Regions from separate parts of the Neogale vison genome. Here region 1 is linked to region 2. Evidence: chromatin contacts called from public Hi-C data. All regions are on one chromosome and are shown on one strand. Each heading gives the region's core, a stretch centred on a gene start, on an enhancer-like site or on the middle of the called end of the contact. The rest is flanking DNA. Distances are from core to core; before and after follow the strand shown. Region 1 overlaps PPP3CA (serine/threonine-protein phosphatase 2B catalytic subunit alpha isoform). Region 2 holds the start of PPP3CA (serine/threonine-protein phosphatase 2B catalytic subunit alpha isoform).

Region 1 (2,700 bases), core at 178-2,677, 160 kb after region 2:
ATATTTTTGGTCAGAGATATCAAACTATGGATTATACAATATATGATCTAGATTTATTCAAGCAAATTAAGAAGTACCAAACTGGATATAGCTAATTTAAATCCAGAACGTTTTCCTATCTTCCAAATGGCTAAGGTTTCCCTGCCTGACACTGCCCACTGATTGTTATGTTCTGTCTTTACATAAAAGAAACCGTTAAATAGCCAGGATCCTAACTATCTTGATTAGGGATTGAGAACTCCTTTAGAAGGTCAGGAACTGTGGAGGATAAGTACAGGAGGTCTCATCCTTGACCAAAATACTCAAGGTCTGGTCAGGGAGTCAGACACAAAAGCAGATAATTATTATATAATTTGTTAAGAACTGTAATGAAGATGCCACGAACTTAATGTGGGAACTCAGAAAAAGGAATGCAGGGAGGTCAAAGTTTCCACAGATTTCATGGTATTTGAACTGGATCACATCTGAGAAGTAAAATTTTACTCTGTGAAGGATATTTTGAGCAGAGTCAACGGCATATCAAAGGTAACGGCGTTTTGTGTTTTTTTGTTTGTTTGTTTGTTTGTTTTTGGTGAAGTGGTAAGACTTGGTTTTGGAGGTTTGCTGTGGGAAGCCACGGTCTCAGAAGGGGTGAGGGTTGGGGGAGACTGAGGTTGGAAGGTCCGGGTTGGGAATGAGCCCCGAGTGGGCAGCGCTGAGACGTTCCGATACTGTTCTGTAGGCACTGGAGAGTCTAGGGGTCTTTGAGTAGGGACTTACATAATCATGTGTGTGACTAGAATCACATCCTGGAGGAGGTGAGTAGAATGGAGTGGGAAGGAACTCTGGGGAGAGGCCTTGGTTAGGAACTTATCATATTCTCCCAGAGAAGCCAAGACGATGCCTTTGGCAGGGTAGGGGATTTGGATATGATTTTGATTACAGGTCTTTCAAAAAATGATAATTAATACTAATCTTAAAACATCTGATAGTTTGTACTTGAAAGTCAGTGTCCACAAGGACTACTACTTGAATAGGTTAGGTGGTTTATGCAAGGATCCAATTTCCTACATTTCTCCTTGAAGTTTTCGCACTTTCCTGTTTTCCCTTCGACGAAGCAGAGAACATTGCCCTCATTTGTAAAGCAAAGCAGACCAGAAGCTTAGGTTTTGAATCCAGTGATTTAGAACTCATTTGCTGCTCTTTGGGCGGAGGGGAAAGGCCTGCGTCAGCCGGGCAAACTGCTAATCTCTCCAGTTCGTCTGTTTCCTGCAGGGGGGGATTTGTCCCTGGGGCAGCAAAAGGATTCCCTTAGTGGCTGTGTCTGCCATTTAGCATGTCAGGCAGTTGCCAGGAGAGCCCTCTGGCTTTGTTCCTGGATGTGAGAGTGGACCAGTGGCCAAGTTTAAGGTCATGGCATTCCTTCCCTTACAGCAGCTGACGTCAATTAGGAGAATTCCCCATGCCTTTACTCTGGGGAGAGTTAAGTGGGGATAAGAATCCAGTGTCTTTTGAGACCTAAAAGATCAGTGTTTACTCTCCTCCTACTGTCATTTGTCACTATCAAAGCCTAACGCGGCCTTAGTTTATATGGGGATAAAATATTACTTCTGGGGCGTTTTGCCCATTTAGATTTCAGTGGCCAAATCTCGAGGGCCTTCCCTTCAGCCAGAGGCCTGTTTTGGTACCCGGCCCACTGCTGGCAGTCAGCACATTTCAGCCCGGGCCTGTGGCCGGAGCGCATCATTTTGAGGTCCTTATTCTCCTTAGTTTTGACCCTTGATTAAAAAAAAAAAAGAAAAAAGAAAAAAGATAATGTTGATAAAAGGTCACAGCATATGAGCCAGAGTCCTTTCCCATGACGCGGTTACCTCTCTGGTTTGGCAAGGCTGGTTTTAGGAAAACCATCTTAAGCAGGAGAGAAGGGAGTTTCAGCAGTCTGAGTCCATGTTTCTCAAAATTGAGCACGGATCAGAATCACCTGAAGGACTTTATTAAAACACAGGTTGCTGAGCTGCACCTCCAGAGTTTCTGATTTAGTAGGTCTGGGGGTGGGCCTGAGAATTTGAATTTCTAAGAGCTTCCCAGGTGCAGATGGTACCCTTGATCTGGGTCCTCACTGTGGGAACCATTGGTTTAAGTGACTGGTCTGAGGTCTCCTGGCTAGTAAGCCGAAAACCTTGTTTTGAGCAGGCACCATTCAGGTACCTCCTGCTTCCTTATCACACCGTATGACATGCAGTTTTCTGCCTCTGTGTAAGATTTTTAAAAATCAGGCATTTTCAGTTTCTTTCACAAAATTTGTTCTTCCTTATTACTGAAAAAAAAAAAAAGCTAAGAGTGCTATTAAAGGTTCTCAAGAAATAGAAATAAATAAATTATTTTGGTTGTTGATCATTATTGGTTTTATTTTAAATAAAAACGTGTTGCTGTAATGCAAAGGGGGGGAGACAAAACAATAGTGCTTAGCGTATGTGGCGTACAGAGTTTATCGTACAGTTTTTCTCAGTGAAAAGAGCTCTCACAAGTTCTTTGAGAGTGGACTGTATAGAAAACTATGGCTGGGACAGTTAATAAAGGGGGAGAAAAAGGGAAGACTGAGATCAAAAGCATCTTTACGTGAATTGTTTGGTAATGAATGGAGTATTATATTAAGAATAGCTGAGCCATAGTCCTCCAGCACTCCTGTGTAACGAACGAGTCAGTAATAATCTGTTAACC
Region 2 (2,700 bases), core at 21-2,520:
GCGACAGCGACAGCGACAGCAGCTGTGCCGCGGGCCCCGGAGCTCCCCGAGCTCTTCCTTCCTCCGCCCTCTCTCGGTGCTTCTGACCGCCACCCCCTTCCCTCCTCTCCCTGCCTCCCTCCTTCTTGCCCTCTTGAGGGCCACGCACACACCCGGAGACACCCTCCGCGCTTGGCTACTCACACTGCGGCTTAACCCAGCCGACAACGCACAGCTGCCAAAGCCGCGCGGGGGAGTGTGCGGGGTCCAGGGGCCGATGCCAAATGGGCTTGCGGGGGGCAGAGTACAGCCCCTCTCCTCCCAGCCGCGACCCCCTCCCCATTCTCTTTCCCTAATCCGGGCCTGCCAGCAACAGCGACACCTGAGCGGGGACTGGGCGGCAGAGGCAGCAGGCCCACTGGCCTGGCAGCTGGGAGAAAACAGCGGGAGGCGGGGACGGCGAGGAGGAGCGGGAGGCGGGGCGAGCGGGGAGGCCGCTACCTAGCAGTGAATGACGCGCATCTCAGCCAATGCGTGCCACGAGCTTCGACGCCGGGGCGGGGAGTGGGGGGGGCCGGCTCCGCAGGGAGGTGGAGGCTGCCGGGGCGCTGGAGGCGGGGGCCGGGAGGAGGAAGGGGAGGAGGCGGAGGCGGGCGCGGTGGCGGAGGCGGCGGCGGCGGCGGCGGCGGAGGAGGAGGAGGGTAGGTTGCGCCCGGGACTGTGTCTGCCGAGCTCCACGGCTGTGCCTGTGTGAGTGAAGGAGCGGCGCGGGGAGGCAGAAAGGAGCGCGGGCGAGCGCAGCGGCGGGACGTCTCCGGCGGCCGCGGACGAGCGGTGGCGCTTGGTGTGGGGAAGCAGAGGCGGCAACAGCGGCAGCAGCAGCAGCAGCGGCGGCCGCCTTTCCGCCGCCGGGGACGCCGAGGCACGGCTGGTGGCACTGACATCGGCGGCCCTGCCTCTTCTCTCTCGCCCCCGGCCCTCCCATGTGATCGGTCTTAATCCCGGCAGAGTGCGCGCGTGGGGCTCCATTCCGCGGTGCCCGGTCTCCTTGCCAGGGTGGGTGCTCCTGTGTGCGCTTCTCCTCCCCATCCCCCTTCCCCCAAGAATAAAAGAAGAACCAAGAGGCGTGCTTAGAAAATAAATAAATAACCACCACACACGCGCAGCCCGGAGCGGAGTCGGCGGGGCTGGCGGCGGCGGAGGAGGAGTGAAGGCGGCGGCGGCGGCGAAGGAGGAGGAGGAGGAGGTGGTGGAGGAGGTGGAGGAGGAGGGACGCGCGAGAAGGCAGTAACTTTAAAGCCAGCTCAGAGCCCAGACCTCCAGCCGAGCGGTTTGCAGCGCGGCGGCGGCGGCGGCGTTGAGTGTCTGGCCCGCCGGTCCGGTCGGGGTGTGCAGTAGGACGGACGAGCAGCGCGTCGCTGTCCCCCGGCGGCTGGAGATGTCCGAGCCCAAGGCAATTGATCCCAAGTTGTCGACGACCGACAGGGTGGTGAAAGGTAAGCGGCGCGCCGCGGTCGCCCGGGTGCACCGTGTGCCGCAGGAACCCTCACGGCTTGCCTCCCCTCCCCCCGCCTCCGGTTCTCTCCTTGCTCCAGCCACGGACCTTCTAGGATATTGTGCAACCCTCGAACCCCCCTCCTTTGCGCGCCCTTCCCCCAAGCCTCTCACCCGGCCCCACTTGGGGCATTTTTATTTACGGGGGCGTCAGTTGGCAAATGGCTGAGCAGCGGGGAGGCGGCGGCGGGGGTGGCGGTGGCGGGAGGGGGCGCCCGGGGGGTGGTTGCTGGCAGGGTGTAGCTGCTGTGACAGAAATAGGAAGTGGGTGGCTGCTCGCAGGCTTGCATGGGATCGGGTTTATGATTTTCTTTTGCAGAGGGAGGGGTGATTTATGGCTTTTAAAAAATTAATATGGCATTTTTATGTGGCCGTGGCTTTCCACCGACTGCCTCGCTCGGGCAAGGATCTCTCGGCGCTCCATTGCAGCAATTCCCTCCGCGCCCCCTCCCCCTCCCCCTGAAAGGGCCTGCACAGGACTCGCGAGAGAGCGGGAGAGCGTGGGGGGAGCCCGGCGCTTCCTTCCGCGCGGGGCGGGGGCGGCCGCAGGCTGAGCGGGTGGCGGAGGGGACGCGCGGGGGCCGCGGGAGGCGGGGAACGACCTGAGAGCCCCGCCGCCGCCGCCCCGGGATTCCCCCGCAGGCCCTGAGAAAGACACGAAAAGCTGTTCTCCAACCTCCCTCGCCACCCGAGCCTTCCCCCGCCGACCTGTCATTGCTCTTGAATGGTTCCCCGCTGGAGCACACCTCCCGCGTGGTAACCTCACCCCTCTCGCTTCTTCCATGCCCTGGCACCCCCTTGTTAACGGGCTATTTGATTCCTATTATTGGCTCCTCTCCCAGCCCCGGGATCGTGTATACTCCTGCCCCTGGGTTTTCTATCGAAGAGAAGCCGGGTTGCGTGGGGGTGAGGAAGGGGACCGCCACTGGTCTTTCTTGCCCGGGAAAACCCGCCGTCCTCGTTGTGTTCCGTGGTGGAGTGGGGTAGGAACCATCCTCCGAATCCTGGAAGGATGGGGCAACGGAGCAGATCCGCCAGGATTAAGTAGTGTCCCTCGTCCCTGGTGCTAGGACCTGGAGCAGAGCGGGGATGGGGTCTGGGCTAGGCGCGCAAGGGGCCGCAGAAATTGGAAACAGCACTGTCTGGTGTGGCTTGTGTGTGTGCGTG

The links. Hi-C and Micro-C count contacts between places; a contact is called where the count stands out from the background.
Region 1: a Hi-C map of fibroblasts shows a contact between it and region 2, with 3 times the contacts expected there. The contact joins the enhancer-like site here to the promoter of PPP3CA in region 2. A contact is called at or near these places in 2 of 3 Hi-C or Micro-C datasets (fibroblasts and muscle).

Annotation. Positions count from the first base shown.
Region 1 is chr11:107,098,269-107,100,968 of ASM_NN_V1, forward strand. All of the region lies in intron 2 of PPP3CA (serine/threonine-protein phosphatase 2B catalytic subunit alpha isoform), which reads left to right. Among named protein-coding and RNA genes, the nearest start is that of PPP3CA, 160 kb to the left of the region's middle. Within about 2 kb of position 1,428, the one cell type or tissue checked has open chromatin away from gene starts, as enhancers often do. A contact at or near this core is called in fibroblasts, where this site is marked.
Region 2 is chr11:106,937,043-106,939,742 of ASM_NN_V1, forward strand. PPP3CA (serine/threonine-protein phosphatase 2B catalytic subunit alpha isoform) reads left to right here and starts at 1,271. Exons shown (of 13, transcript XM_044224402.1): 1 at 1,271-1,475. The coding sequence starts at 1,418. It overlaps LOC122889341 (a long non-coding RNA gene), which reads right to left and starts at 390. Exons shown (of 2, transcript XR_006380888.1): 1 at 184-390.